Regions from separate parts of the Gossypium hirsutum genome. Here region 2 is linked to region 1. Evidence: chromatin contacts called from public Hi-C data. All regions are on one chromosome and are shown on one strand. The core of a region is the stretch at or near the end of the contact, and the rest is flanking DNA. Distances in the headings are between cores, read along the strand shown. Region 1 holds the start of LOC121204943. Region 2 holds the start of LOC107943875 (protein SPOROCYTELESS).

Region 1 (4,676 bases), core at 2,097-4,596:
GTTGTTGATTGGGTGGTTTCTTATTATAAGAAGAAGATATGTATTTTTTACTAGTTGCGCCAATCATCATCTTCTTTGGCTCATATTCTGGACAAGGATGGTCTACCAGCCCTGTTTGGTTAAGTTTTTTTGGTTTCTGTTCTGTGTTTAATTGCTATGTATAGTGATTGAGTTTTTTTTTTTCCTTTTTCCTTCAATGAATTGTTATTTGACAAAAAAAAAAGAATAATTCAAACGTTACTCTCTTAGATCATGTCACCCAAAATTTTCAAAAAGAAAAATAGATGTTAGTCATAAGTATCAACTTGTGTAATAATAGTCAACCTTAAGTACCAATGTGATCTAAAATAACATGCGAAGTCCCAAAATGAGAAACATTACCACATTCAAGAGTAAATTTATATATCAAACCTTTTTTCTTTTTTTTGGAGTTGAAGAAGTGACTCCTATTATTTAGATTTTGTACTCAATTTTTTGGTTAAAATATGGCATAAGTTTTTATACTTTTTAAAAATTGAAATTTAGTTTTTATATGTTTGTTTTTAAGAATTTAGTATCTCTACTTTTTAGATTTTAAAATTTATATTCTACTGTTAACATAGTTAATTTTTTAGTTAAATTTGTGTTAATTACAATATCATATTTTTAGTTACATAGTGTATTGTTTTTATTTCAAAATCTTACACCAACAAATTTAACCAAAAATATTTAGTAATGTTAACAATTAGACTTAAATTTTAAAATCTAAAAAATATAAAAATTAAATTTCAAACTTTTAAAAAATAGAGGGACTTATGACATATTTTAACCTTTACATTTTCAAGTTTATTATATTCAAGAAAAGAAAGTCATGGTTAAGGCATTAGCATAGATTATTGACATTAAAATTGACATTATGAGATGTTAATAATGTTTGGCCAACCCTATGACCTCCTTCGAGTGGGTTTGGTACTTCATCCCTGCAAACGACCCCAAAAAATTTAATTAAAATAACTAATTATGTTTATATGAAAATGTTATAATAAATGTTCATAATTGCAATAGAATGATTATAAAATAATAAGACAATAAAATAAGAATACACATATTATATTTTACATGGAAACATTTTCGGGAAAAAAATCACGGGCAGAGAAGAAGAAATTCACTAATGTTGAAAAACGAATTATATAAAAAGAGTTTCGACTATATCTATTTAAGGGTTGAAAAACCTGTTCTAATCAAAGTCAAATATTAGAAGTATAGTTCTATATGAACTCAACTTGTGTGATATGGCCTTCGATCTCTTGACCCCACAAATCACTTTATTTTGCTACTGTATTTATTTATTCAACAAGTGATGGGATTCAAGTCACATAAACTCTAACAAAAAAAAAATGGGATGAACCAAATATGAAATATCAAAATTTTTAAGATTATATGATTAAATATTTTGTTAAATACCAAAATTTTAAGGATATTAAAAATTTTAAGGAATTACTAAAATTTCTAAGCGTAACTTTTTTAGATATTTTGAATTATATTACAAATTTTAAGAAAATATCAATAGTTATATGGAAGGTGATTAGACATTTTGATATACCAAAATCATGTTACACAAGTTTTTATCAAAACTTTTAAGAGTTTAACCTTAGATATTTTGATATATCCATAATTTCTAAGGGAATACTAATATTTTTAAGAAACCTCGTTGGAAATTCTGGTACACCAAAATCCGGATTTACAAGCATTTACCAAGATTTCTAACAAAATATTAATATTTATCATAGCATACTTTGATATATACCAAAATTTCTAATGGAGTCCAATATTTCTATAAAACTTTGTTAGAAATTTTGGTATACTAATATTTGGATTTACAACTTTATATCAAAATTTCTAGCAGAGTACCAATATTTCTATGAAATTTCATTAAAATTTTTGGTGTACCAAAATCCGTATTTACAAGCTTTTGTCTAAATTTTCAATGAAATATTAAAATTTCTAAGAGCTTATCCTTAGATATTTTGATAGATACATAAAAATTTTGGTTGGATCCGAAATTGATATTTGTAAAAGTTAGACATTTTTAAAAAACTATTTTAAGAACAGTTATTTCTCCTCCATGTGCAGACAAATCAAGAAATATTATTCTCCAGATATAAAACGTTTACTCGAACAAAATAAATTTAAAAATTATTCTAAATAAGAATGAAATCCAATTACATACAAAAAAAAAATACTTTAATAGTTTCCTTCTCTTATAATTCAATTTCATATTTCAATTCTCATTTTTAGTGTTTATATATATAAAATATCAATAGATATCTATGGCTGTATTATGTCTATTTACATAGTTATCATGTCTATTTACATATAGAGACACCTATTTTCAATTACTTTCTTTCTTCCATTTTATATATACATAGTATGTATATATGATTGATGTAATAATATAAAACTTTAATAGTATATAATATACAACAGTTACCATAGTTTCTAATGGAGTACTAATATTGCTAATGGAGTACAAAACTGTATCCTCAACTAACAAAGAAAAATAAAAGATTTTAGAGATTCAATCTGTATAAAATCCAACCAAAAGAATGGAAATTCAGAGAAAAGAAAGTGTTTACAACCCAACTTTAGATGTATTTCATAAATTTTTTTCATATGATAATCCCCAATACAACAAGATCCAACATAATATGAAAAAAATTTGAAAAGGCTGATTTACACCAATTCAGATCATCTCTCTCTATAAATTTTTTTCTCTAACAAAAAGGATAAAAGCTGTAGTAATTTGTATGAACCAAATGCATAGAACATTAAAATCTAACAGTATTAGGACCCCAACAGTTCAAATCCATAACTTTCTTCATAGTCTGCTCAGCTTTCCTCATCTTTTCCTCCCTCAACTTATTTGAAACAGCAGCAGCAGCAGAAGAAGATGAAGAAGAAGAAGAAGAAAAGAAAGAAGAAGATCTGATATTGTTCTTGGCATGTTGATGCAGTGACCTAATGGTGTAATTCCACCTGCAAATGCCTTGGTCTTTCAATGCCTCAACTGCTCCGATTGTGGCTGCCACAATCCAGGCTTTGCTTGCTGAAACTGCTCCACTGCTCATTCTTCAAAAATGGGTCTTTGATGGGATTTTGCTTGGAGGTTTAGATTGAGATTTTTGGTTGGTGAAAGGGAAGTTGGTTTGGTTTTATATAGGAAAGTGGGTTTGGTTTTACATATAAAGGTGGGGGGAAGAACAGGACCCATGGTTTTGGGAGACAAAACCAAGGGGCTTGAAGGGTGGGTGGGTTATGCCATAGGAGATTCTTGAGTTTTACGCGTTGGAAAATATAAACTGATGGCTTGAACATGTGACTGTCTTGGAATCGACTTTATAGAAAGATTCTAGGAACCATCCTCACTTGGCGTCCCTATTTAAATTTTATTACATGTATTTCGACCTCATCATGTGACGGCTGTCTCTGTTTAAGTTCCAGGATTTCGTTGGAAAGTTGGAAGGGTTTTAGATTAAATATTAGGACTAAAAAAATTATTAAAATACGAATTGAGTTTGAGTAAAACTGTTTATAAGTTAGGTTGAGTTGAGCTTAGTAACATATTTTGTGATTGTTCAAGTCTGATTCGATTCGAAATATGTATATAAAATTTTGTCTAAATTCATTTATATTTGTAATAGATTAATCTAAACCTATTTTAGGCTCGTCCATATTATTTTTAAAATTTTTTAAAAATTATATTATATTATTTTAATATTTAATAAAAAATTTATATTTTTTTATTTATTGAAAGTTTTTATAAAGTCATCTTAATTATTTTAATGTTTATATTAGAGTAATGTTATATATTTAGTATAAGTTTATTTCTTATTGTGTTCTAAATTATAAAATATATAAAAATAATATAATATAAAGTATTATAAACTTAAAAGCGGGTTGGCTAGGCTCAATTCTTGAATGTTTAAGTTTGAGCTCGAACTATATTTTAAATGAGCCTAATTTTTTCCCAAGCCCTCGGACTTGATATTTTTGTCAAGCCTTCTCAAATTTCAGGCGGGTCATTGGGCCTAGACAAGTAACCCGACCCATAAACAGGTCTCAGTTTGAGTTTTAATATTTAAATTTTTAATTTGATTTGGTCGTTTTTTAAAGTTTGTACAATATTATATTATGTTATTTTTATATAATATACAATTTCGAACACATGAAATTTAAATTTATGATAATATATAATATTATGATCTAAACATTAAAAATGTCAAATTGATTATATATAAAATTTCAATAACTGAAAAATATATAAAAAGATTAAATTATAAATTATAAATAATATAAATATAAATATTTTTTTAAATTTTAAAAAATAATATAGGCTTAGATTAGTTATTGTACAAATATGAGTGAATTTAGATAAAAATTTTCCACAATATTGGTTATAATTTTGTGCCTTATATTGAGTCTAATTGTAGTTATATGTATTACTTGTAATTATGGGTTCTACATCTACCTTCAACAACAACAATAACATTAAATTCAACGTGTAATAATTTTTTTTAATTTTAAAAATATGATATTAATTATTTTAATAAAAAATAATAAGCTTATTTAATTAAAAGGGTATTACAACTTTTGGCCTTTGAATTTGGTAAGTAGGTTTACATTGGTTCTTGAATTTT
Region 2 (4,711 bases), core at 1,185-3,684, 140 kb after region 1:
ATTATGTTGGAGCTTTTGGATAGAGTAGTTTTGAAGAGATGAATGCAACACATGGGAAACCAAAGAGAATACGTGAAATGGTAGGTGGAAGTTAGTTATTTTTGCATGGAAAAAGAAGGAATTGCTCTGGGGATAAGAAAGGGGGTTCATCCTTTAGTTCATCACTAAATATAGAATTTATGAGTCTAATATATATATCATGTATTTGTAGTTAGTATTTAACCATGGGATCTTATTCTTCACTAGTTTCTTTATGATCCAAGAATTGAATGAAACTAATTGAGAAATATATCCTTTATTTTATGAAAACTGATAAGTTCATTAATGAACATGTGAACTTGAACTATTAGTTTTTGCTAACTAGTTGCATACAAATTGTTGAATTGCTTATTTTGCTATTAATTTTCATGTCAAAGATGTAATAGTAAGGTTTAACAATGTTATCTAATTAGATCAATTTTTTAATTTTCATAAAATACGAGAATCTAATTGAAATCCATCAAAATATTATAAGAAACCCTACTAACAAATTGTTGATATTTACATTGTTGCTTTTTTATTGTGATGGGATAACTAAAAATTGTAATAAAAATTAATTATAGGTGGACTGTTTATTTTTAATTGAATCTATGAAATGAACACATAGATGAATCATAGGTTAATATAAAGATATTTTTAGTATCCAACAAGGAAAAGATTCTCAATTTAATTAGATATTTGGAAATTGGATCCAATTAATAATTAATAAACCATACATGATGTAGAGCAATAAAATTAATAAAAACTAAGGAGAGAAATAATTGAAACATTAATGGCATATCCTAGTACAAATATTTTTATTATTGTGTTCAAACAACAAATTGGGCAACCATAAACTATCACATGGAATAAACTTTCCAAATATGATAGAATTAGAATTAGGCTATCATTGCAACCCTACAACATAGCTAGGCAGATTCACATTGTCATGACCAAATCTTACTCTACGATTGCCCTTACACCTTTTACTTACCATCCTTGATTAATATTACATGATCCCATTCAATTTGTTCCTGAGATTGTTTTGTATCTCGAGACATTTAGAATTATTATTTTTGAGTATCCACAAAAGTTTGATATTTGAATCAAGAAAATAATATACAAATGTCAATTGAGTTTTAACTTGATTGGTATGATTATTTTTATCAATGCAAGAAGATGTAGGTTCGAGTGTGTTAAAACGTATTATCCTTCTATTTATGAATTAGAAGGGGACTATGGATAATTTTAAACTTTATGTCAAAAAGAATAAATATTGTTAGAACACATAATGAGATTTGAATGCAAAACATTTAAATTTACCATTTTAACTAATATTTTATTTAAACTTTACATAATTTTTTTATGAATATGTCATAATCTAATAAATATTAAATACTTTAAAAATAATGATGACATAAAAAATATATAAATACAAAATAATTTCACAAATCCTTGTTTGAGTCTACCCAAATCTTTCCCTGCTATCACAATATCATGCCCATTCATAGATCAATTTGTAATGTAAAACCATTGTACCCCCCACAATGTTGTTTGAGAACCCTAATGGCTTTTGACACTTCAAAATTTTCCTCTTTTTTTTTTCCAATATCCTGACCATTAAATCATTTTCATATCATTTTAGATCAAGAAAATTTTTAAATGATTTTGTTTTTATAGCATTTAAATTTCAGATTATATTATATTTAAAAAAATCATAAATTATTTAGAAGAAAATTGGAGGGAAAAGGGGAAAGAAATTAAATATATTTTTTGCATGAAAATGAAAAGCCCTAATGTTTGTTTGCTACTTTTGTCTAAACTGACACTCCCCAACTACTTAAACGGAGTTGTAATGTCCTTTGTGTTTCAGATCATGTCCCCGGTATAATCAGTTGCCCTCAGTGCATGACACGTGTCTCTAGGTACTATATTATTGAACTCCATGCTCACTCTCTCTTATGCGCGTGTTGCAATATTCCATTACGGAACACGCTTTTGTAGTACACGCGCGTTTAGATGGATTGGCTTTTGGATTTGGGTTTTGCATAGGGATTGGTGTTCTTTGGCTGGAATTTGCTATTCCTCAGGCTGGTTTTACTGATTCCAGGGATGAATTCTTTTTGTCCTTTTTTTAATAAAAAGGTTATTGGATCAACAAAGAAATTTATGAAAAATCAATGATTTTCTTTTCAAATTTTATGTATTTATTATATTCTAAATTATTTTTTAATATATTATGTGGTGAAGATTTTAGAATTGATAAAAACAAAATAAAAATCTGGGGGAAAAAAAATACAATAACATGTACCTTGTTATCTGTTTTTGTAATGAAAACTTTATTTTTAATTACAATAAATTGATGTCTAAGGAAAATCCAAATCTTTCAGAACCGTCTGTCTATAAAATCCCCGTTCTTTTGATCGTCCAGCAAAAGCCAAAGACAGGGAAAGAAAAGAAAAAAAAAAAACTCTCCTTTCTCTCTCTTTTTGATTTAAGCTAAAAACATATCAAAGCCCTTCTTTTTTAATGGCTACTTCACTTACACTCTTGACTCCAAACACTGATAACCCAACAACAAAACCCATGGAAGATGAAGCTAAACCTGCCATGGAGTTTGTGAAGAGCAACAAAGGAAGGAAACCAAGTGGGAAAGGTCCATACCAAAAGAAACAGCCTCAAAGAGGCATGGGAGTGGCCCAACTTGAACGTTTGAGGAAAATGAGTGAAACAAGGACCCCAACGACAATAAACCAGTTCGGTTGTGAAGCTATGGGAGCTAGTAATGTGCCTGTGCTGCATGGTGTAGCAAACTACGGTGTTCCCTCCATGATGATCAATGGTGGAAGTGGAGGGTTATGGGGTTGGGGGGCTGACACAGATGGTTTGATGATGCAAAGAGTTGTTGGTAATGGAGGGTTCGGTGGGTTTAATAGTCAGGTTTTGGTTGGAAATCCTGGTAATGTTCAGGTTAGTTGTGCTGCTGCTAGTGTTGTGGAGGCTTCTAAAGAGCTCTCTTCAATGCCAAAGTTCCAGCATTGCAAGCCTGAGCATTGTGATCTTTGCTTTAAGGTCTAGCTTTTACCCCTTTTTTTTTTTTTTTCAAAGCTTCTTAATTTGCAAAGTTTTGTGCTTTGGGTTTTGTTTGCTTGTTTGAAGTATTGTGCTTTTGGTTTTTGGTGATGTTTTGTTTTTGTTTCTAATAAAATGTAGGAAATGTGAAGGAAAAAGATGACATAGTTGAACAGGTCGTAATATTGTTGATTCTGATATTTATTTCTAAATGGTTATGTTTGATTCCTGAGAAAAAAATGGGGGGAAAAGGAGTTATAAGTTGGAAAGGATTTCTTGATTCCTCCTGTTTGGCTTGCTAGAAAAATATAGCAACACAGAAAAAAAAAAAAGAGATCTACAGTTAGGAGATCATTAGTCTTATGTTTCTTGGGATTGTATCTAAAAATCACTCAAAATGAACCCAAAAGCTAGTCAGTATCTGTCTCAAGTTCTTTCTTTTATATATGACTTCTTTGCCATCTTATTGATCACTTGAATACATGTTGCAGAAGAAGCGTTGCAATATGGAGAATGGGAAGTTTAATGGAGGTTTATTCAACCAATTAGGACAAACTTTTCCAAACAAAGGAACTGACTTTCACGGATGGAACCTGGAAAACAATCAAAACACAAATGAAGAGATGATGAAGGGATTCCGTGCTAGAGCTGCAAGGAGTGCTTATGCATATGCAGCAGCAGGCCAAATGAACATCAATGAGGTGATGATGATGACCAATCAAATTGGTTTTTTTCTTTTTTTAATAAAATACCGTTCTTCTTATGGGGTTCTTTGTGTTGTTGTAGACAGTGGATGTTGTGGCGATTCACAGGAAAGGAAATTCATTTGGCACTGGAAGTTATGTGATGGAGTATGAATTTTTCCCAGGGAAAAATGGCAGAAACACAGCTTCCAAGGAATGGGAATTTCCTGAAGAAGCTTCTTCATCAGCAATTACAGTAGGTGGTGAAGCTTCTTATGCTAATAATGCTCCTAATTGTGTTGATCTGTCACTCAAGCTTTCATATTAGAAGCATACAGGAAAATCTTGGTCTTACTGTTACATTGATTTTGGAGGTGTAATTAATGCTTTTTTTTTAAACCAAATTCCAAAATACAGCTTTTAAAGTTCCTCTTTTGTTGTTACACTTAATTAAAAATCTATATGGTCACCACTTTTTATTTGAAATGTTGTAGATATCCCACATATTTCTTATGATTAAAAAAGGTGTACAATCTTGACAGATATCACAGCAAAATAGTGAAGTAATTAACCAAGTTCAAAGTTTCTGTCTATTCTAAATTCACATTGCCATTGCCAAATACATATAGAAGAAGATATGTAGATTGTAGAGACTGGTATTGTGTATTGCATATGGAAGCACCCAAATATGGTTCATCAGTGATAAAAACCATTAACCCTGGCTGTCATTTCACAATCCTAGATATATTGTACTTTTAACTTCGAAAAAAAAAACTGAGTTTTACTTGTCTTCAGATTATATATATATACACACCAAGGTCTGGGATATATAAATATAGGGTGGAAAGAATTGGCTCAAAACCCTAGCAACTGTCTCTATCTCTCTTTTAGAATTTTACTTCATTTTTTAAAAAATTTAATGTGGTGAAACACAAGGA

Evidence for each region. Hi-C and Micro-C count contacts between places; a contact is called where the count stands out from the background.
Region 2: a Hi-C map of leaf shows a contact between it and region 1, with 2.2 times the contacts expected there. The contact joins the promoter of LOC107943875 here to the promoter of LOC121204943 in region 1. A contact is called at or near these places in 5 of 34 Hi-C or Micro-C datasets (all in leaf).

What each region holds. Positions count from the first base shown.
Region 1 is chrA01:8,879,511-8,884,186 of Gossypium_hirsutum_v2.1, forward strand. It overlaps LOC121204943, which reads right to left and starts at 3,347. Exons shown (of 1, transcript XM_041075798.1): 1 at 2,611-3,347. The coding sequence starts at 3,107. The coding sequence ends at 2,808.
Region 2 is chrA01:9,018,788-9,023,498 of Gossypium_hirsutum_v2.1, forward strand. LOC107943875 (protein SPOROCYTELESS) reads left to right here and starts at 2,435. Exons shown (of 3, transcript XM_016877690.2): 1 at 2,435-3,090; 2 at 3,585-3,791; 3 at 3,877-4,348. The coding sequence starts at 2,548. The coding sequence ends at 4,101.